Regions from separate parts of the Mus musculus genome. Here all the other regions are linked to region 2. A link is a contact called in public HiChIP or PLAC-seq and Micro-C data. All regions are on one chromosome and are shown on one strand. Each heading gives the region's core, a stretch centred on a gene start, on an enhancer-like site or on the middle of the called end of the contact. The rest is flanking DNA. Distances are from core to core; before and after follow the strand shown. Region 1 has its middle 16 kb from the start of Gm25080. Region 2 holds the start of Ddit4l (DNA-damage-inducible transcript 4-like). Region 3 has its middle 4.9 kb from the start of Gm4861.

What was found. Hi-C and Micro-C count contacts between places; a contact is called where the count stands out from the background. HiChIP or PLAC-seq counts read pairs in DNA pulled down with a chosen protein or histone mark.
Region 1: a contact with region 2 is called in a Micro-C map of granulosa cells, with 2.9 times the contacts expected there. The contact joins the enhancer-like site here to the promoter of Ddit4l in region 2. A contact is called at or near these places in 3 of 39 promoter capture datasets (embryonic stem cells, hippocampal neurons and trophoblast stem cells), 14 of 484 Hi-C or Micro-C datasets (the C2C12 cell line, adipose-derived mesenchymal stem cells, embryonic fibroblasts and 7 more), 1 of 115 datasets of contacts at active chromatin or transcription factors (astrocytes) and 3 of 9 other capture datasets (adipose tissue, embryonic stem cells and liver).
Region 3: a contact with region 2 is called in an H3K27ac HiChIP or PLAC-seq map of neural progenitor cells, with 2.9 times the contacts expected there. The contact joins the enhancer-like site here to the promoter of Ddit4l in region 2. A contact is called at or near these places in 5 of 39 promoter capture datasets (3T3-L1-derived adipocytes, the HPC-7 cell line, embryonic stem cells and 2 more), 9 of 484 Hi-C or Micro-C datasets (cerebral cortex, embryonic fibroblasts, embryonic stem cells and 3 more), 5 of 115 datasets of contacts at active chromatin or transcription factors (embryonic stem cells, epiblast stem cells, neural progenitor cells and 1 more) and 5 of 9 other capture datasets (adipose tissue, embryonic stem cells, liver and 2 more).

What each region holds. Positions count from the first base shown.
Region 1 is chr3:137,730,640-137,733,664 of GRCm38.p6, reverse strand. No RefSeq gene overlaps it. Among named protein-coding and RNA genes, the nearest start is that of Gm25080, 16 kb to the right of the region's middle. Within about 2 kb of position 1,469, at least 2 of the 459 cell types and tissues checked have an H3K27ac peak or open chromatin away from gene starts, as enhancers often do. A contact at or near this core is called in granulosa cells, where this site is marked.
Region 2 is chr3:137,622,122-137,625,048 of GRCm38.p6, reverse strand. Ddit4l (DNA-damage-inducible transcript 4-like) reads right to left here and starts at 1,377. Exons shown (of 3, transcript NM_030143.4): 1 at 1,166-1,377; 2 at 776-917. The coding sequence starts at 866.
Region 3 is chr3:137,546,325-137,549,262 of GRCm38.p6, reverse strand. It overlaps a transcript of Gm4861 not described here. Among named protein-coding and RNA genes, the nearest start is that of Gm4861, 4.9 kb to the left of the region's middle. Within about 2 kb of position 1,587, at least 77 of the 459 cell types and tissues checked have an H3K27ac peak or open chromatin away from gene starts, as enhancers often do. A contact at or near this core is called in adipose tissue, cerebral cortex, forebrain and 2 more, where this site is marked.

The sequences.
Region 1 (3,025 bases), core at 220-2,719, 110 kb before region 2:
CCTTTGCTGTGGGCTCCTAACGTAGCCCAGGCTGGCTGTGAATTCCTCGACAATTCTTATACCTCAATCTCATTACAGATGTGTGCTACCAGGCTCATCAAACAGCCTCTTTTTGCCCATGCAAGTTTGACTGTGAGCTCTGTCCAATAAACACGTGTTTTGACAAATACAGCGCCCGCCCCCAAGTTTATATATAATCTTAGTTGAAAAATTTATGAACAATTATAGAAGTATTTTCCCAAATAAACACTGTGGTGTGGAAAGCTGCTGTGGTAAACAGCTGGAGGCAAACAGCCTCCTGAAGAGGAAATGTACAATTGCTTATTGGCCAATGTAGAACAGTTTGAATTTGGCATATGGTACAGATTTGGGTGTTGGTGTTTCAAAGTTGTTTGTTTGAATATTTTTGTGTGACGTCCACACCCTCAAGGCTTTATGTGTCAAGCTAACCTGACACAGTCCTATCTTATTTGTACCAATGTTGTGTTTTTCTCTAAACAGCAGTGATTTGCGTAGAAAACAACTGAGATGTCTAAATTATTGTTGATACTTTTTTCATGTTTGCTTATGTATTTACTTTATCTTTTTTTTTTTTTTTTCCTTTCGCTTTGAGTCAGGGTCTCTGTATATAGTCCTGCTTGGCCTGGAACTCACTGCATTATCCAAACTGGCCTTGAACTGGGTCTGCATCTGCCACAGAGTGCTGGGACTGAAAGCAAGCACTACCATGCACAGCCAATTCATTTTGTTTTGAATATAAGGCACATAAAGTCATCTTATTATTCATTCCTTAACAAATGTTTTCCATTTTTTTAAAAAAAAACTATCTTGAAGAAGAACTGGAACTATAAGTAGCCCATTAGACAAGATGTTAAATGCCCTATAAGGGCTCAGAGTAGCGAGCAGCAAATGCTGGTGTGAGCTATATTAGTTGATTCATTATGTATTAATAAAAACTGCCCATATGGGATGTGCAAAGAAACCCAAGACCTGGTGACATAGGCCTATAAGTTCAACTACTTAGGAGGCTGAAGCAAGTGGATCAAATGTTCAAGGCCATTGTGGGGATTGTATTAAGAGCCTCTGTTAAAACAAAAATCAAAACAAGGGCTGAAGGTGTAGCTCAGCATGCGAGAGGCTTTCAGTTCAATCTCAGAACTGAAAAAAAAAAAATCTTGCAAAGGGGAAAACTGACTCTGTACCCTCGTCTAATAGTTTTTCTTAAAGAGACAGAATGTGTTCAGAAAGTTGTAGACAGGCAAGGGATTTTTCTTTCCTACCGGGTGGGGGTGTGTATGGGGGGAAAGTGCTTCTTTTAAAACTCAAGTCTAGGAAGAGGAGTTTTGAGAGGGGTGAATCAAAGTTTCTCTGTGTCGCCTGGAGTTTAGAGATCCACAGGAGACTAAGGGTTGAAACGATGATGTCAGCCAGAGCAGGAGTGGATGTCAGCAGAATGAGAACTGTAGTTGGTACCAAGAAACTGCTAACAGATGTGAGAAGAATGAAAAAGTCCAATCGGCTAGGCAAACTCCACCAAGGGTGGGTAAGTGGAAGGTGTGTGTGTTGTGGTAAAAATTACTTAGGTTTCTGACCCACCTTAGATCATTTAGTTCCCAAATAAAAGACACAAAACCTTTATATTTATAATAACCCTTAACACACTAGAGCTGGGCAGGTATCAGCCCTGTGTGCTATTTTGTCTACTCCCCTGTCAATTATCCTGAGCTATCACTTGCCATGTTCTGCCTGAGCCACTCCTACTTCAACAGGCCGAGCTTCATGGCCATGTCCTCACAATCCATCTACCCCATGGTGACTTCTTCCTTCTTCCTCTCTACTCCTGGTCTTTGCTTCTGACCACAAGCCAGGGGAACCAAAGTCCCGTCTACCCCTCTTCTGTCCAGTTACAGGCTGTAGACATCTTTATTTAGCCACTAATTTCAAATTAAGGAGCAAGGTTTGCACCACAAAAGTTAGCATATGTTTAAGTTTACTAGTCTTAAGGCAATTTTGTGTGTGTGTGTGTGTGTGTGTGTGTGTGTGTATGTGTGTGTGTAGAGCGAGAGGGGGGGTTTATTAGCATCGTTTGCAGGAGCATGGGTAAGGCACTGTTTACCTCAAGACAGTGCTCCTTACCACAAATGAAAATGTCTTTTCCTCATGAGTCACCTTTAACCACACAGAAATCCTCAGGAAATTGGGGGTGGGGTGGGGGGACATAGCCTCTCCCCCTTCTGTATCAGGGTGCTGATGGGTCAGCTCTGTGTGGAAATTGTGCATACACAATCACAGTGCTGTGCTGCTCAGAACTCAGAGCTTCAACCCTGGCTTCCCTCACTCCTGACTCTTAGGTTCTTTCTGCCCCATCTTCCATGATGTCCCCTGAGCCTTGGTGGAGGTGACAGAGAGGACTCATTTATGGCTGGCATTCAACAACCATTTAGTCTCAGTACTTTGGCAGGCTGTCATCAGTTTTCTTGATGAAAGTCATTCTGACTGTGGTAAATTGAACTCTCAGGGCAGTTTGAATTTGTGCTTTCTTGATGGCTAAGGATGTTGAACACCTTTCCAGACATTTATTGGCCTTTTCATTTCTTTCTCTGGAAATTTCCTGTCTAGCTAATTAGCCCATTTATTGGCTAGATGATTTGTTTGTTATTGAGCTTTTGAAATTATTTGTAGACTTGGAATTATAACCCACGTAGAGTCCGTCTCTTCATTTTACTGATTGTTTCCTTTGCCTTGCCGAAAATCTTTAATTTTGTGGATCCCATTTGCTAACTTGGCTTAGCTCAGGCTTCCAGCGAGGTGATAAAATAACATAACCAAAAGCAACTTGTGGAAAAAAAGGTTTATTTCGTCTTACAACTCTCAGGCCACACTCTATCACTAGGGAAGTTAGAGCAGGAACTCAAGACAGAAACCTGGAGGTAAGAGCATATGCAGGGGTTGGAGAGATGGCTTAGTTGGTAAAGGCTAGGCTCCCAACCAACAATGTAAGAACCATGGAGGAGTTCTGCTTATT
Region 2 (2,927 bases), core at 128-2,627:
AGACAGACAAATTTAGAATTATAATATTATCTTATAGATGAAGAAAATCTAAAGAGCTTAAGCCACTTAATATATGCTCACACCACTCTTCCATAGTTGAATAGTCTGTCAGATTAGAAATTGACGTTTCAAGTTGCAAATGATGATTCCTGTAGAACCAGGGCTGTTCAAGTTTTCTTCTGACATTAATGCACAGTGGGTGCATTTCATAATAGAATCTTACTTAGCAACGAAAAGGAACTCACTGATGAGGTAAGTGTATAACTCTACAACATCACACGGTGGGAAAGCAAACCGAACTGAGAAGAGCATATACACTTATTATTTAACATTCTAAAAGCAAAACTAACGTGGTAACAAAATGCCGAAGGATGGTCTTCTGGAGACGGGAAAGAGAAGGATTAGGTGGCAAACAGAAAAGGGAGAATTTGGGGGGGGGGGGGGAGGGGGGACGGACGTGGTGGTGCTAGCTACACAAGTAAGCGCATGTCTTTAAACACACCCAGCCTGTACACTTAATGTTCCAACCATGAGATAGGGAACTTCATCCCCAAGAGCCTCTTAGCAGACTGGAACAACGCATTATTCCCCTTACGTTTGTTTTTGGTGGGCAGACAATGCAAAGGAAGTTTAGAAAGAGATCTCAGATGGGTTTCATAGTCCTCTGTGTCTCTAGGAGGAGATGAAGTCTCGCGCACTCAGGCAGGGACGCTTACACTAGAGAGGGGCCCCGCAACCTTCGGATAGGAAAGAGGTGGACAGCCCAGAGACTCACCACTTAGCAGACTCCCAGGGTGATAGCCACCGTCCAACAACTCTGAAATGCTGGCCGGGTTCTTACTGCTCAAACTGCCCGTTGCAACCATGGTCAACGGCTCTGTTTCCCTCGCGGAGCAGAACGGATCTTTCCCTAGGCGCTGGGAGGAAAAAGTGAGAAGTTTGCAAAAGCACGCAAGAAGTGCACAGGCTCCTCAGAGTCCCGGCATCGCCAGGGCGAACTAGCCCGGGCACTGCCCTTCCAAAGGGAGGGACCAGCCTTAGCAACTCAAGTTGACAAAGCCCTAGGAGCGGAGGCGCCAACTAAAGCCAACAGGCTGGAAGTAGCTGGAAAGTCAGCACAACTGGGAAGCGACCCTGCCCTATCCCGCCTCCTCGGGTCGCTCACCTGCCGGATTTCACCAGACGCTGAAGGGTAAACCGAGGCAGGCGCCCCTCAGTAGTCCGAAGCTTGGACAGTGGTCCCCTGCACAGTCCTGCAGCAAGCCGAAGGCTGCGGGCCACCGCGCCCACCAGCACAGGCTGCACCCGGCCGCTCCGCCTCCCGAATGGAGAGCGCTTTATAGGTCCCGCCTCTCCTCCTGGCCGGCACGCCCACCTGCGCCACTCGCTCGGGCCCGTGCCCCGGCCCGCCCCTGCAGGGTCAGGTCACCTTTCAGTTCCTTCCCAGGCAGGGGCCCAGGCAAGCCCCTGGGAGTTGGTGATCAGCCTCGCCTTGGGCGGACACCTGCTGCTTCCTGAGTTGGCCACTGGTCACCCTGAGTTGGCCACTGGTCACCCTCCTAAAGAGCATCTCCCTTCGGCCACTAACCTAGATTCTTTGGCGTGAGCCCCTGCCCACAGCTTGCCTGCTTCCAGGCTCAGACTGCTCAGGTTTTGGCTATGGAACTTTTCAAGCAGCTAGAAGCTCCAGGTCCTGTTAGGCATGACCCAAAACTTTGCTGTGTCATTCTGAATAAGTATTTGGCTTAGTTGACACTGTGCTCTGTGAGCATCCTTTATGCCCATGTTCTGACTCTAACCCATCAGCTCCAGTCCGCACCCAGTCTCCCCGCAGGTGGTCGGGATGTGGTAAGGGCTCTCTAGCTTCAGCTGCACTCAGGAATCAATGGGGCATCTTTGGGGATACTACATCTGTGACTAAACCGTTTTTCTCCGCGGCCAGGGCGAGCCTGGCCCTGTTCTAAGACCTGGCTTCGAAAGGCACAGAACTTGAATTGAAGAGGGCCAGTGCCAAGAAACTAAACAAAACCACTAACAGGATCTCAGTTGCCTGCTCCAGCCGCAGGATAGTTAGGAGCAATTGCCATTCCCAGAAGCAAAAGTTCCCGGTGGGCTTGTTTGGGAAGAAGTTTAAGCTTTAGTGGTCTTTAAAAAGCTTGTGGGGCATGAGAATAAAGAGTTGTCCTGCTAGGATAAGCTCTGCGACTCTTTCCGGGGAGTCTTGAGCAAGAGGGAACAGAGGGTCTGGGACACCACTAAAAGCACGATGCCAAACGTTTTCTTCTAACTTTACTAAGCCACCCTTCCTGCTGCCCTGCGCCAGTGGCACAGGGTTTGCAATGGGTGGGCGTTCCCAGCGAGGTTGCTGAGGTTGCTGAGATGGTTGAGGTGGATCAGAAAAGGAAGAGACCGAGATACTTGGGGTGAGGGTGAACCTCATTCAAGGCCAGGTTCCAGCACCACTCCCGCACACTTTGGGTCCCCACGTGCAAGGAAGGACCTGCAGGTTAGGGCCTTGAGAAGTAGGATCCGCTGTCCAGGCTAAAAAAACTCTCAGAAGGAAAAACAACAACAAAAGTGGTAAAGAGAGTGTGATAAACAGATCAGTGGGAGGACACTTGCAGGCAGAGCAACAGAAACTAAAGCCAGCTTGAAGGTCCATTTTTAACTCTCCCGAAGCAGCTGCACTGCTCAAGGTCAGGCAGGCTCAGGCACGGGATGCTGATAGGCTGGGGAAAGCAGATTTCCACTTCTATTTTAATAACAAAAGTGGAAAACAAGCAATCCCATTTAAGCCGGTTAGAATGGGTCCTTTAGCTGCTACAGAGCCGCTGGTCCTTATCTAGTCAGCCTTGTTAATGACAGCTGCGTCCTCCCTGCTTCAAGGAATGTTATTAGTGTTATGATAGTAAGTGATCAGAATGGAC
Region 3 (2,938 bases), core at 338-2,837, 76 kb after region 2:
CGTTCTGGTCATTTTACTATTTGATGAGAATCTCCTATCTGTTCTTGGGTGTTCTGAACATAATATCATGTTTATGAAGACTAAGTTCTGGAAAAAAAATCATACAAAGAATTTGATTCTCCTAGTATAACTAAAACTCAGTAATCATGGGACTAAGGAGTCGTGTGTGTGTGTGTGTGTGTGTGTGTGTGTGTAGGTAAATGCTCACTCCTGTGAAGGCCAGAGGTCAATGTGAAGTGTGAAGTATCTTCTTCAATTACTTCTCTATTTCTCTCTCTTTCTCTCCCCTTCCTTCTTCCTTTCCTACCTCTCTTTCTCCTCCTTCTCTCCCTTCCCCTCTTCCTTCCTTCCTTCCTTTCTTTCTTTCTTTCTTTCTTTCTTTCTTTCTTTCTTTCTTTCTTTCTTTCTTTCTTTCTTTCTTCCTTCCTTCCTTCCTTCCTTTCTTTCTTTCTTTCTTTCTTTCTTTCTTTCTTTCTTTCTTTCATTTGTGACAGGGTCTCTCATTGAAAATGGAGTTCAGCAATTGGCCAGTGGGGTCCAGCGGTTTACCTGTCTCTGAGTCTCAAGAACTGAGACTCAGACTTGTTTTTGTTTCTGGACTTTTAAAAACACAGGCACTGGGGATCCAAACACAGGTCCTTCTGCTTGTGCAGGAAGCACTTTAGTCACTCAGCGGTCACCTCATCATTTTTAAAAGCATACAGAGTCTCCGTTATCAAAATTGAGTTTTTGTTTTTGTTTTTTTCCAAATTAACGGATAACCTTGCCTTGGACATAGACTGAAAGCAATATCCATTCATGAAGCTTATCGTTCTATTTGCCTGACTTTTCCCTCAGAGTTCTGCCTGAGACCTTTTCTGTATCCTTTTCATATGGACAAACCCAGAAGGCAAAGAGGTTAGGTGGAATAAGTGTTAGCTTTTAAGCTCAGGCTCAGTCTTCAAGGCCAAGGGACTCAGAGCTCCGTGCAGAAAGCTGAACCAGGCTGCGGAGAAAAAGCCAAGGAGCAAGAATGGAAACAGCTTGAGCGAGGCAGCATATTCCCCAGAGAGCCGGCCTCCTGGGCTGCTTAGAGGAGTTCCCAAACATTTTTTTCCCAGAAAGCTTCCACTCTGTTCTCTGGTTTTTACCACAGAAGCCTTTGTCTCACAGCTGGGTCTCATTTGGTTTGGATTTTCATCTATAAATTGCTGTCAGCAAGGATCCTTGGGAGCTAATTGGTGAAAGTGACCTGAAAAGGGACCTCCTGAGGGACCGGAGTGGTCAGCATCTCCCTCCACTCTCTCTTCCCCCAAGAATTTGCCTTCCCAGTTGCCGAGAAAATATCATCTTTGAAGCATGAGTAAGTTTTTCTTTAAAAGCTAAAACATTCCTTAGATGAGACACGGGAGAACAAGAGTGTGTCTTGGTCCCGGAGCGTGTGGGGCAGCTTGTGTTCGTGACTTACAGTCTCATTTGGACACACTTCAAAGGAGTACTGCAAGCAGAACTACTAAAAGCAGAACAGCAGGACACAGGGTTCCAGGTGGCGGGGGGCCTCTGTTCAGTGTTTGCATCACAGGAGAATCTCCATTGACTTCCTTCTCATCCTCCGTGCAGCCTTTCAAAGGGAGGCCAGCGCACAGCGGGACACAGACTCACAAGAATAGCAGGACATTTGTAACGATTTGACTTTCCTTTTGTAAAAAACAGATCTTTGCTGGGATACTGGCACCTAACAGGAGGACAGAAATTTAAGCCGGGAATGAAGCCATTAGCTCTGGCAGTGGAAAGGCAAACGAGGCATCTAAGAACCAGTAGTGCACTGGGCTCAGTGGCTGCGAATTCCAGTGCACAAACTAAGCAGTCCGATCATACAACTTTCCATGTTTATACAACAACCAAAGTTTTAGATACATAGTTTTATTAAGTCTAACAATTTCATAGGATATATTTTGATAATATTCACCCCAAATCCCAGATCCACCCCAATTTGCTGTTCTCTTATTGGTTTTCATTTAATACATTATTAAATTAATTAAGTATGAAATTAATAACTAATTTGTGTTGAATGTCTATTCATTGGTGTGGGGCCATTCACTGGAGCATGATGGACCTACCAGGGGCCACGCCCTTAAAGAAAATGGCTCCCCACCACCGCCGCACCAATGATCAGCAATGTGCAGTTGTTTTGTAGATGTGTCCATTAGGACTGAACCCCACACCTCTACATTCTGATTGGTTGTGCTTTTCTATGCTAGTCTCTCTGTGTTGCAGTGGTTCAAGATACAGAGCAGAGCTTGGGAGGTAGGATGAGTGGACAAAGTTCTGACGGCAAGAATGAGGACCTTTGGTCTTTATCACACATGTAAACAGATGAATATAATGGTACAGGTCTGTAAGCCCAGTGCTGCGGAGGCAGAGACAAGAGAATCTCTGGGTTTGGTGGTCAGTCATAGTACTGAGTCTGAGCTTCAAACACAGTCAAAACCCTGTCTCATAGTAGAAAGCAGAAAAGGTGGAGAGAAATCGAAGAGGACATCTCCAAGTGTGTACCTACACCTACACCTACACACATGCAAACACACACACACACACACACACACACACACAGTCTAAATACATAAGTTAATGGCTAAGCAGTTTTAAGTATTTGTTGATTCAGCGCACAGTGCCATCCCATCCCATTGATAGTATTTACGGCTCTTTCAAAAACATCCACAGAAGACATTCAGAAAATTTATCCTTACTCTCTCTTGGTGGCCAATGCTTCCCCTTCCATAATGTATCACAACAATGATTATTGGCTGCACTCAGAGTGACATGTATCTGTTAGGTGTGATGGCTAATTTTCTATCAACTTGGCACATCAGAGAGGAGGGGGCTTCAATTGAGGAAATGCCTCCATAAGATTGGGCTGTAGGCAAGCCTATCTGTCATCTTCTTAACTAGTGGTTGA